Regions from separate parts of the Danio rerio genome. Here region 1 is linked to region 2. Evidence: chromatin contacts called from public HiCAR-type data. All regions are on one chromosome and are shown on one strand. The core of a region is the stretch at or near the end of the contact, and the rest is flanking DNA. Distances in the headings are between cores, read along the strand shown.

Region 1 (5,988 bases), core at 182-2,681, 94 kb before region 2:
CTATCATTCCCCGTGAGCAGTTTTAGTGCCACCGTTGGTTCTGAGATTTCAAGATGAATCAGCCTGAACTGTGAAAAAATATTTCAGTAATGCCAAAACAAGAAGAGAAATAGATCATACTTTGCATAAAGAAAATGTCGCTGAAATAAAGCAACTTTGATGAGTGAATTGTAGTTTTTAAGCATATTCTGTTAACATAAAAATGATATTTTTATTAAGTAATTTAAAAAAAAAAAAAAAAAAAAAATTATATATATATATATATATATATATATATATATATATATATATATATATATATATATATATATATATAGTTTTTTTTTTATTAAAAAAAACTTTAGTTCAAGTAACAATTCACACTGTTAACCGCTGGCTTATTACCAGTCTATAATTAAGATATTAACTGTTTATTGGCACTAATAAAGTATGATCTTATTCTACATCCCTAATCCTACCCAATAAACCCAACTAATACCTTACAAAATTATTTATAAGTAGCTAATTATTCGTTTATTGAGCTAAAAGTCTCAGTTAACAGTTTAATAGTGTAAATTGTATCTGAAAATGGGGCCCACAAGGAACCTGCACACCCAAAAATCTGCAGATTTCCACAAATTTATAGCCCATCATTGAGTCTATTTATTTAGTTGTGTGTTAATGTATATTTGTTAAGTTTTTTAATTAATTTCATTAATACTACTGACTAATATGAAAACGTTCACATGATTTACTTACAATACAGTTTGTAAAGTAATCATTTCGGTCTTTTAGTAAATATACGGTATATGAGAGACTTGCTTTGTTTACCAAATAAGTGGATCTAATTGGATTTGCATTGTAAACAGTCAATAAAAGTTTCAAATGTATTATTTTAATTTAACATAGGTTTGTAGTTAAGATTTACCCAAAATCCTTCCACATAAATCCACAGATTTTTCACAGTATTCTGCGCAAAAAAATGTCTGCCGATTCTGTCTGGCAATACTTAAAATAAAGTGAAACCAAAAAAAAGTTGAGATCAAACAATAATTGTCAGACTCTGACCCCTGCAGTAATAGATCAAACTATATACAAACATTGTTAGTATATAAATAAAAATCATCATATAACAGATGTTTTAATTATAATGATTAAAAAACAATATAATTGTTTTAATTTAATAGCAATAATGATTTAATTGTACTTATCTAAAAATATTGTTAGAGCATAAAAACTACAGTGACTCTTAATGTGATTTACTTTATGCAAAATAAACCCTTGTTTTCCCCTTTATCTTAATGGGAGTTATAACCTGGACATCTTGTCCTTACCTCTGAACTCATTTACTGTGGAAAAAAAAGATCTTCTTTGACTCATTTTGAGGTAAACATCGATGACTCGTTTTGATTACGTGATCTTGGTTTACTTCTCACTATTGACCAGTAGAGGGTGAAGGGTACAATTATCTCAAGAATACCTAATGTTAATTCAATCCCACTCTTGTGAAGTCATTCCTTCCTAATGCAGCTGTCAGTTCGTCAGGAATATGGAAAAAGGATACATAAAACCGATGAAAATGTTCTATATAAATTTATGGAGTTGTAAGTTTTTACTGGTCTCTTAATGAATGACAGGTGACCTTATAGGAGCTGCAGAAAGCTGCTAGTTGCTGAGATAAAGGTCTTTGGGAAGTTTTGGTGATTCGTTTCTGATGGCTGTGTTGTCCGGTGTCGTGTGAGCCACAGATCAGGCTTAACGTCTCCCTTTGTGTCTCTCAGTGGGAGACGGGAGCACGTGTCCTCTACCCCCTCACTGGAAAGTCAGTTGTTATAACTTCAACCAGCAGGCACTTTTATGGACCCTTGAACCAGTCCGCTGACCACTATTTTATTTTAAGTTGTAAGATATTATAGTTTGCGCCCTCTTGCTTTCAGCACCATCTCATGTTTCTGTTAAAATTGAAAGTAATGGATTTGTACTGTGTGTGTGTGTGTGTGTGTGTGTGTGTATATGTGTGTGTGTGTGTGTGTGTGTTTGTGTGCATGCATATTAAAAATTAAATAAAAATGCTAAATTAATTTGTGTTGGGACAACATAAATTAAGTAAACTTATTAGATTATTTACAAATTTAAGTGGATTAAACATAAAATGATTTATTGTTTTAGCTCATTTGAAATAAGTAGTTTGAACAAACAGCTAACATCATTATTACAGCGCACATAAAGTAGGAAAAAAATTATTTAGGCCTTATTTGTAACTTATTGTAAAATTATTCAGTTATTTTATTACTTTTAAAGATGCACATGACCTGTCTAGTCATCTCAACTTACATCAACTCAACATTAATCAATATTAAGTTAAACTTTGCATAACTTAAAACAAAACATTCAGTTGAAACCTGATTAACTTATTACAATATGTTAAATCAGTATAAAATTATTTGTTGTCTTGACGTTAATTAAATGAGGTTTTATAGTTAACTAAAACTTGATGCTTGAAATACTGAAACATTTCAGTTGCCAGAGGTATTTCTGATTTAAGCTTAAATTTATGTGCTAAAATAATATATAAATATTTTAGTATGTTTCCAAAACAAAATATTATCATCATACACCGTGTTCAAATTAGTTATTATGCCCTTACTTTATATTATTTTTATATAGTTGCATTAGAGTTTATTATTGAATATTCATATGACTGTACTTTATGGACTACTATGGTGTGACCAATGTTTACACTTAAACATGGTAATATCACTCCATCATGTTCTAAATAGACTATTACATTACAATATATACTTTGATAGGCATGTATAATATATTGTAATAAGATTGAACAATACATCTGTTGAGCATTGATTGTGTGTATCCACAATAGTCACATAGTCAGGATCGCAGGAACTATTAATCACAAAAAAAATTGAAACAAATCAACAGACAATGCCCATTTTCACAACAGAATGCTAACGAAAGACAGACTAAATTATATATATATATATATATATATATATATATATATATATATATATATATACATACATAAAATAAATATAATAAATTAATAATAGGAATAATAATGATACGTAAATAAATGAACAAAATGAGTATATATAAAGATAAAATTATAATAAAATAAAACACATAAATTCAATTATGCCATACCATAACTCAAAATACAGCTTTGAAGAAACATCATTAAAATCCAAGTAACTTAATGAAAAGCCTCAGTGGACGTATGAATGACACAGTTCAGGAATTCTAAGGAAAAATTTTCCTAATAATATTGTGCCACCCTTTGCTAGGATAGTGGTTTGTTACTGATCCAGTTTATCAGTATTTTTCCTGGCAGCAAACGCTAAAATGTCAAATAAGCGATTAATGAATTTTTCAGACAAATGTCCAACCGGGAGACCTAAAATCAAAGACAATGTAGCTGAGGTCCAAGCATACGGCTCATAAAAGTAACAACTTTTGACCAATAAGCTCTAATAAATATCTTTTTATAATTATTTATATAATGATGACCATGCTATTTTACATTTGATTGTTCCATTTATGCACTTGAATACTCCACAGAAAACCATAACACGCTGTTTATTTGACTTTACTTTTGCTCTGCAAAAAAAAAAATCATCTTAGTCAATCTAAATATGTCAAATATATGAAATATTTACAAAAGAGCTATTAATATTCAAATCATCTGGTGAAATTATATTCATATCGCAATATATATCGCAGCAAAACAAAATATCGCAATGTCATATTTTTCCAATATCATGCAGCCCTATATTGCACAGCATTAATATGTATTATGTACTACAGTATTTACATGATGCACTCTAAGGTGTGTTGTTGAATACTGTTGTGTTACTCTAGTAATACCAAAACCCTAGTAATTGCCCAAAACAAAGAATATTGTAGTATTTCATTGCATAAGACATTACCACACATTACCACACACAAATCAACAAATTTGAGCATTAAAACATGATGGCATTGCATTTCAATGTGGACATTTGAATGAAAGCTATAATTTTGCCAATCCTTAATACAAGTGGGTTTGTGTGTGTGTGTGTGTGTGTGTGTGTGTGTTTGTGTGTGTGTGTGTGTGTGTGTGTGTGTGTGTGTGTGTGTGTGTGTGTGTGTGTGTGTGTGTGTGTGTGTGTGTGTGTGTGTGTGTGTGTGTGTGTGTCGTAGTTTCCTCCAGCTATTTAGGGAAAAAAAAGCATGTATGTTTGTTCGTACAATAGCATTTTACCATAATCAGCTTTGAACCATAATTTGATGTAAGGCTATTAGTCTATTTACTCAGTGTGATTTAACACTCTTGTACATTATAAAAAATGTACCTGGCTTCCGTCATTAAAGGACGTACCCTTTGTTTCACAATAGAAATAGCTGCCAAGTGTGTCTGAAGATTTGTAGAATGTGCTCAAATTATTACAAATTCTAAAATAAAAATAAATATTTGGTGCCCTGAAGCTGTATTTAATGATCAGCAGTATAAATGCCAGGGCTGGTTCAGTGGGATTATGTTTCATAATCATCTTTGGTGTGTCGCTGTTTATACAGTTGCACTTTAGTCTAAAAACAATGAATGTGTTATATAATTTTGGCATGCTTGCTTTGCTGTAATAAAGAGTAAAAAGACATTTTTTACATTGTTTGTCATGTTTTTAGCTTATTGTCATTCTGGGTTTGGCAAAGTTACGCTTGGTGCTTTATTACATTATTGTTCCTCATTCTCAATCGTTGTTCTTTCGCTCTCATTTCCAGATTTGTTTACAAGATAAAGTGTTTTACGTTAATAGATTATAGTCACTTTATTGATTTTGTTCCAGATATACATGTTCAATAAATAATACAATTAATATTTACATTTGGACTAAAATGTACAGGTTAGTTAAAACATTTCATAGAAATATATTGTCATTAACTTGGATAGAGATGCATTTCTCTTCCGTCTAAATGTGGATGTGCCCTAAACTTTAAATAGAACATTTTGAATTTGTATCATTTGGACAAAATTATAATAATAAAAGAATAACTCTGAAATAAAATAACCAATATTTAAATTGTAATTTTATTATATTTTACTTTAATCCAAAACCACAAAAAGAGGTTTTGTCCAAGTTTCCTAAAGTCACAGCATTATTTGTTTTGGATGGAAACACACATACACACACTAATACAAACACGCACACACTACACACACACTAACACGCACACACACACACACACACACACACACACACACACACACACACACATTAAAACACACAAACAGAAACACACACATACAAACACACAGACACACAAACACACATAGACATAGAAACACATAAACAGAAACACACACACAAAGAAACACACAAACACAGACAAAGAAACAAAAACTAACACGCAGACATAGAAACACATAAACAGAAACACACACACACACACAAACACAGACATAGAAACACACAAACATAAACACACACCACACACACAGACATCGAAACACACTAACAGAAACACACACACATACAAACACACACACACACACACACACACACACACACACACACACACAGACACAAGCACAGATATAGAAACACAGAAACACATTTTTGATTTTGGAAATCATTTTGGCACCCGACATGAATTTTAATATAACTTATAAACTTGCAATCCTAAAGGTGACAATCTCTTAAACAAACAAAGCTGTCTAGAAGCGCACGCACGCACACACAAACACACACACACACACACACACACACACACACACACACACATTACAAACATTTTTAAATCTAAACCAAATTCAAATTTTTAAACACAAATTTATAACATATATCATTAGAAAAAAAAATAATAATAAAAAAAAATAAACAGTAGTCCGTTGTCATTTATTGGGCAAATAATCAATAACTGCCCAGCACATTCAACTTTCGTCAGAGTTTGGCCATCTGAATAATGCACATTTAAAACATAATAATAATGTAGCATTCGACAATTTTTTCT
Region 2 (5,330 bases), core at 2,828-5,327:
ATATGTATACATAAACATACAAAAAACTAAAATATATGCAATATAAACAAATCTATAAACAAAGCGAAGTTACAGCTGCAAAGAAAGTAAGAAATAGTACAATAGATATTCAGAAACATTAAAAAATGATAATAAACTATTTTAAGTGTATAAACTAAGCAGTTGAATTAATAAGAGTGGAAATCATACACACACATAGAGAGAGAGAGAGAGAGAGAGACGTAAACATGAATAAGCATAATTGAATAATATTAAAAGCATGCACCCAGTTACAGCTGCATGAAAGCGCAAAAATAATGATAGATAAAATAATAGTAATAAATAAAATAGGCTAATAATAAAATGTTTTAAGTGTATAAACTAAGCAGTTGAATTAATAATATATAGCCTATACATAAACATAAATAAGCATAATAGACTATTATTAAAACACGCACTCAGTTAAAGCTGCGCTCATTAAAAAGTAATGCTAAACGACTGTATATTTCTGTATAACACGATGTTCTCGTATTCATCGTGTCAGAATGAACTTATGTTACAAACTGCCACGCCCACTACAGTTACAGATTTTGCCTGGGGGCTCACCATTATGCAAATGGATCGTTTAAACAGGTTTTAATATTCAAATTACGGCTTGACGTGTTCGGTTGTAGTTTTCAAACGACACCACCGTTCAGGTTGCACAACAAGGTCAGGTGCTTTTTCTAATCATGTGACCAATATCATACTTCTACATTTGAAAACGTGCACGCATAGTGCGCACTACCTTGATGAACCAGTAGGGGACACGAGTGAGCTTTAAATAGTATTTGATATGTATTTTTTATACACACGTCAATTTGGAGATTTTGGGTTTTTATAATGTGTTTTCCCCCAGTTCATTATGAAGAAACACCCTTTTGTCAGAATTGATCAGTATTATAGATTTAAATTCCAATGCATTTTCTCAAAATGAGTTATTCTCCTGCTGTAATGAATCATAAATCTCCACTTTACCAACACTTACAAACACTAAACCTAAATCTTTAATTCAGATTTGTAATTTAAAGGTTTTTAGGGTTGTGTTTATGCAAATAATGGTCTAACTAAATAAATTATTATTATTATTATTATTTTACAAAAATAAAATAAAATGACGTCTTAAAAGACACCCAGAATACCTTCTGTAAAACATTTCAAATGGGTCTTTATGAAACCAGAATATTAAAGTTGACCTGCTACTGTAAGTATTTAAACAAATTTGCACTAATTAAACTATATTTAAATTATATTCAAATTATATTTAAATTTACATCTTTAGACAACTTCTGTATGCAGTTCATGATGTATTTAATGAACTGCGAAAGTATGATACTTTAAAAAATATATTTATACATTTTTTATTAATTGATTATTAATTTGTAACCCTTTTAGTGTCTTAAATGTCTTTCCAATCTATAAGGATGCATTAAGATCATTTTAAAAGAACTTTATGTAACCCTTTAACAGGCATTAACCACCTGGTTGACCTTTTATCCATCATTATCATAGGTTGTCATAATATTCATAAGAGTTGTGTGTATATTATTTAATTCTAGTGGGCCAAAATAAAATTCAAGTAAAATAAATTAAAAACTGATAACACTTTATTTTAATTGAAAACAAATTTTGTTTACTAAAGGTTGTATTGCAAGGCCGATTACTTCTCATTGGAGTATTAGTAGACTGCTTAATATTGATACTGATAGCCTACTTTATATTATTGATACTTATAATATGATACTGCTCCTTCAACAGACATTTATTAACTATAAGAAACTTTGCAAGTACGTGTCAACAACTAACTTACACTAACCCTACTTATAAGCTAATGAGAATTAGTTGGCATGTAGATGCAATGTAACTTAAATTCAACAAAATGTATTAAAGGGACCGTCAAAATGAAGTCATACCATAGCATTATCCTAATTAAATGTTTTTAAAAGAAGATACGCAATGACCTACAAGCTAAATAATATTTTCAAAATTTTTAGAGTAAAGGTAACTCATCACAGCTGTCAAAAGCAAGTGCACTTATAATGAAAAGTGTTGAAGTCCAGGTAAGTCAGGGGCCCGTCCCGTCCCGTCACATGAATGAATGATGTGCTGTCAGCGAACAGGAGAACACTGGCGCACCCAGGCTGAGTCAGACCCAGGTGTAAACGTTACCCAGCCTGACGCAAATCATGGGTGTCTTTCCTCAGGTAAACTCTCATGAGCTTGTAACTACTATTCCCATGACACGCAAAACCCACAGGTGTGTTTCATTAAAACACGAATGGAGAAAACGGACACATTTTTGGGGAGCAGTGAGCCCTATTCCACTTCAAATAAACAGCCATACTATATGATACGCACTGTTTTAGTGTCAAGTTAAAAAGTGAATTAGTGTTTGATGAGAAAGATGAATGAGTTATGTCTCGTTTTTTCCTTGGAAAGTCCCCGTAACAGTAATTTGCATAGTCATTTTTTGTTCTGCTTAGTGACACACAAAGTGCCCGTTGTAATCCATTCATGTGGTGTTATAAGAGGAACAGAGAATTGTGGCTATCCAGCACTTCGTAACAATGTGTAGTGTGTGGGCTTGTGTCTTTCTTCTACTATCCTTTAAAATGGCTGCAAGGGTAGGACAGGAGAGGAATAGCTCTTTACAAAAAAACAAAAACAATAATAATCCAATAGTCAATGCAACTCCAGGATAGATATATTTTCATGGCACAATAATTTATGTACGTTTGTTATGGTATTTTAGTATATTACATTGTTGTTATACATTTTAACTAATCATTTGGCAAAAGTAGATAGAACAGAGATAAAACTGCTACATGCTTTAATATACCACAGTTAAAGTCAGAATTATTTGCCCCCTTTAAATTGTTTTTCTTTCCAAATATTTCCTAAATTATGTTTAACAGAGCAAAGAAAATTTCACAGTATGTCTGATAATATTTTTTTTCTTCTGGAGAAAGTCTTATTCGTTTTACTTCAGCTAGAATAAAAGCAGTTATTACTTTTTAAAAATATATTTTAAAGGTCAAAATTATTAGCCCCTTTAAGCTATATATTTTTTTCGATTTTCTAGAACAAAGCATCGTTATACAATAACTTGCCTAATTACCTAACCTGTTTAGTTAATCTAATTAACCTAGTTACGCCTTTAAATGTCACTTTAAGGTGTATAGAAGTGTCTTAAAATATTTTGTAAAATATTATTTACTGTCATCATGGCAAAGATAAATCAGTAACTAGAAATGAGTTAATAAAACTATTAGAAATGTGTTGAATAAATCTCTTCGTAAAACAGAAATTGCATGGGGAAAAAATAAACAGGGGGGCTGATAATTCTTCAACTGTATATAAAAGATAGAATGGAAAGAAAATAGAAATTGATAAAAGATTTAGAGGACCAGAGTATTTTGGATATGCTAGAAAACAGGAGTGTTGACAAATTAAACGAAACATACTATGACGATGCTTAAGAATGACTAAAGATTGGATTAGCTGACAACTCAGCTGACATTAGATCAAATTAATATTAGGACGGAGACATAACAAGTCTGTATTTGTATATCTGAATTCACTATTATGAAGTGACCGTGATATTGATCTGCAATCAAGTAGCCTATTGTTGAATGCCAGCACTTCTAAACTGATTAAAATAGAATCGCACACTTGACTGATATGAACTATTAATTCTAACAATTCTAATATAGAGAGTACACAATTTTATTGTCGTACCTATTTTAAAACACAGGATCACAAGACCGATTGTGCAATAACTGTCTGAAAGTCATGACAAGTTGTTCGGAGCTATGGACGCAATCAAAACATTATCCAGTCTTTTGTCGACATCTATTGGTAACTCAGTGATACTACACCTAAAACCAGCTTCCTAAACACCCAAAATGACGTGTGTCTATATTTAACACACTCTTACCTCGACTTTGAATCTGTCGGAGTAAAAAGCAACACATTCGTGTGTTTGTTTGATTAAAATGGTCAATCTGTTTGTTGACTTTTGTTTTACACATTTCTGAGCATGCGCACTGACGCCCTGTGACATTCTGATTTACGTTTACCGGTAGTTGATCTCCGTTGGGGAACGTTGCGTACCGGAGCCGGTTATGGCGTCGGTGAGTCGTGCTGGATCATGAGGCGTCGGGATTCGTCTTAATTCGGGTATTGGAGAGTAAGGAGACTGTGGCCATGGCTGGGGTGTTTGATATCGATTTGGACCCGCCGGAGGACAACGTGTCAGATGAGGAGCTCTCCGACGGGGTATGTACCCGTTAACCGGCTCGTTTCAGATTTTCCGCATTGACTGAACCGGCCTGAGAATAGAGCCAACACCTTACCGTTTTAAAAGCACGGCTTAAAAGTGCTATGGCTGTACTATGGTAAAGTGTGACAGTACCGTGGTCGGCTATTATATAATTGACAAGTTATCACTCAATTAGTCCAACACATTAAACCCAAGTTACAATGGTGTGTCTGAAAAAGCTTAGAATAGTCCACTAATCTCTTTTTAATCATGTTTTAAAGCTAAAGATTTAAGGGTTTTGGCTGGTCTAAGCTGGATATTAGCTGGTTCAGGCTGGTTATTAAGATGGTGGGTCTTGAAACGGCAACAAACCATCCACTAGCTAAAGTTAGTCATATCAGATATAATGTTAACTACTAGCTGATTATTTAGGACAGAATAGCTGGTCAGCACGTTATTGATTAACTGAGACAGCTTAAAAAAACAACAACAAGCCTTCTTTTCAGAAACCTGAAACTTTGAAAGTCAAGATAAACATATAGATGCAAAACAAAATTGTGGTCACCAAATATACACTGTCTCATAAAGCAAATTGCTAATCTGTTCAAGAACAAACATTGTTTAGAACATTTTCTAATCTACAACCTCAGCCAACAATCATGTGTGCTTTCATGACAATGTTTTGTTGCAAAGCAAAACAATTGTTCACTAACTCACAGGAGCTGACGGTTTGTTTACAACTATAAGAGGGAGGAAATATACCGTATTGTTCATCAGAATTGTACTATCTGTGCTTTTCTTGAATCCAGCAACCTGTATCATGTAGTTGTAAACAAACTTTGTTAACTTGCACATGAGTTTGGACAAGCAAATGCAATATTACAGTACCTGATAGGAAGCTGTCATGAACACACCCAAGGCTGTGGATGACTGATAATAATGTCTGAATAATCAGTTTCACACATATTATTACCGGTTTGCTTTATTAGACAGACATCAGTGTGTCTTGCTGAATTGCTGGTAATTTTATTATTGAGCAATTCCAGCATTA

The links. HiCAR-type assays count read pairs that join an accessible place to other places.
Region 1: a HiCAR-type map of caudal fin shows a contact between it and region 2, with 19 times the contacts expected there. The contact joins the enhancer-like site here to the promoter of rps6kb1a in region 2. A contact is called at or near these places in 12 of 18 Hi-C or Micro-C datasets (caudal fin, embryo, fibroblasts and 5 more) and 3 of 4 datasets of contacts at active chromatin or transcription factors (caudal fin, embryo and gastrula embryo).

What each region holds. Positions count from the first base shown.
Region 1 is chr10:33,202,069-33,208,056 of GRCz12tu, reverse strand. The region is part of intron 2 of LOC137496591 (a long non-coding RNA gene); the gene reads left to right. Among named protein-coding and RNA genes, the nearest start is that of ptrh2, 21 kb to the left of the region's middle. Within about 2 kb of position 1,431, at least 13 of the 62 cell types and tissues checked have an H3K27ac peak or open chromatin away from gene starts, as enhancers often do. A contact at or near this core is called in caudal fin, gastrula embryo and skeletal muscle, where this site is marked.
Region 2 is chr10:33,111,731-33,117,060 of GRCz12tu, reverse strand. rps6kb1a (ribosomal protein S6 kinase b, polypeptide 1a) reads left to right here and starts at 4,077. Exons shown (of 15, transcript XM_685634.10): 1 at 4,077-4,296. The coding sequence starts at 4,225.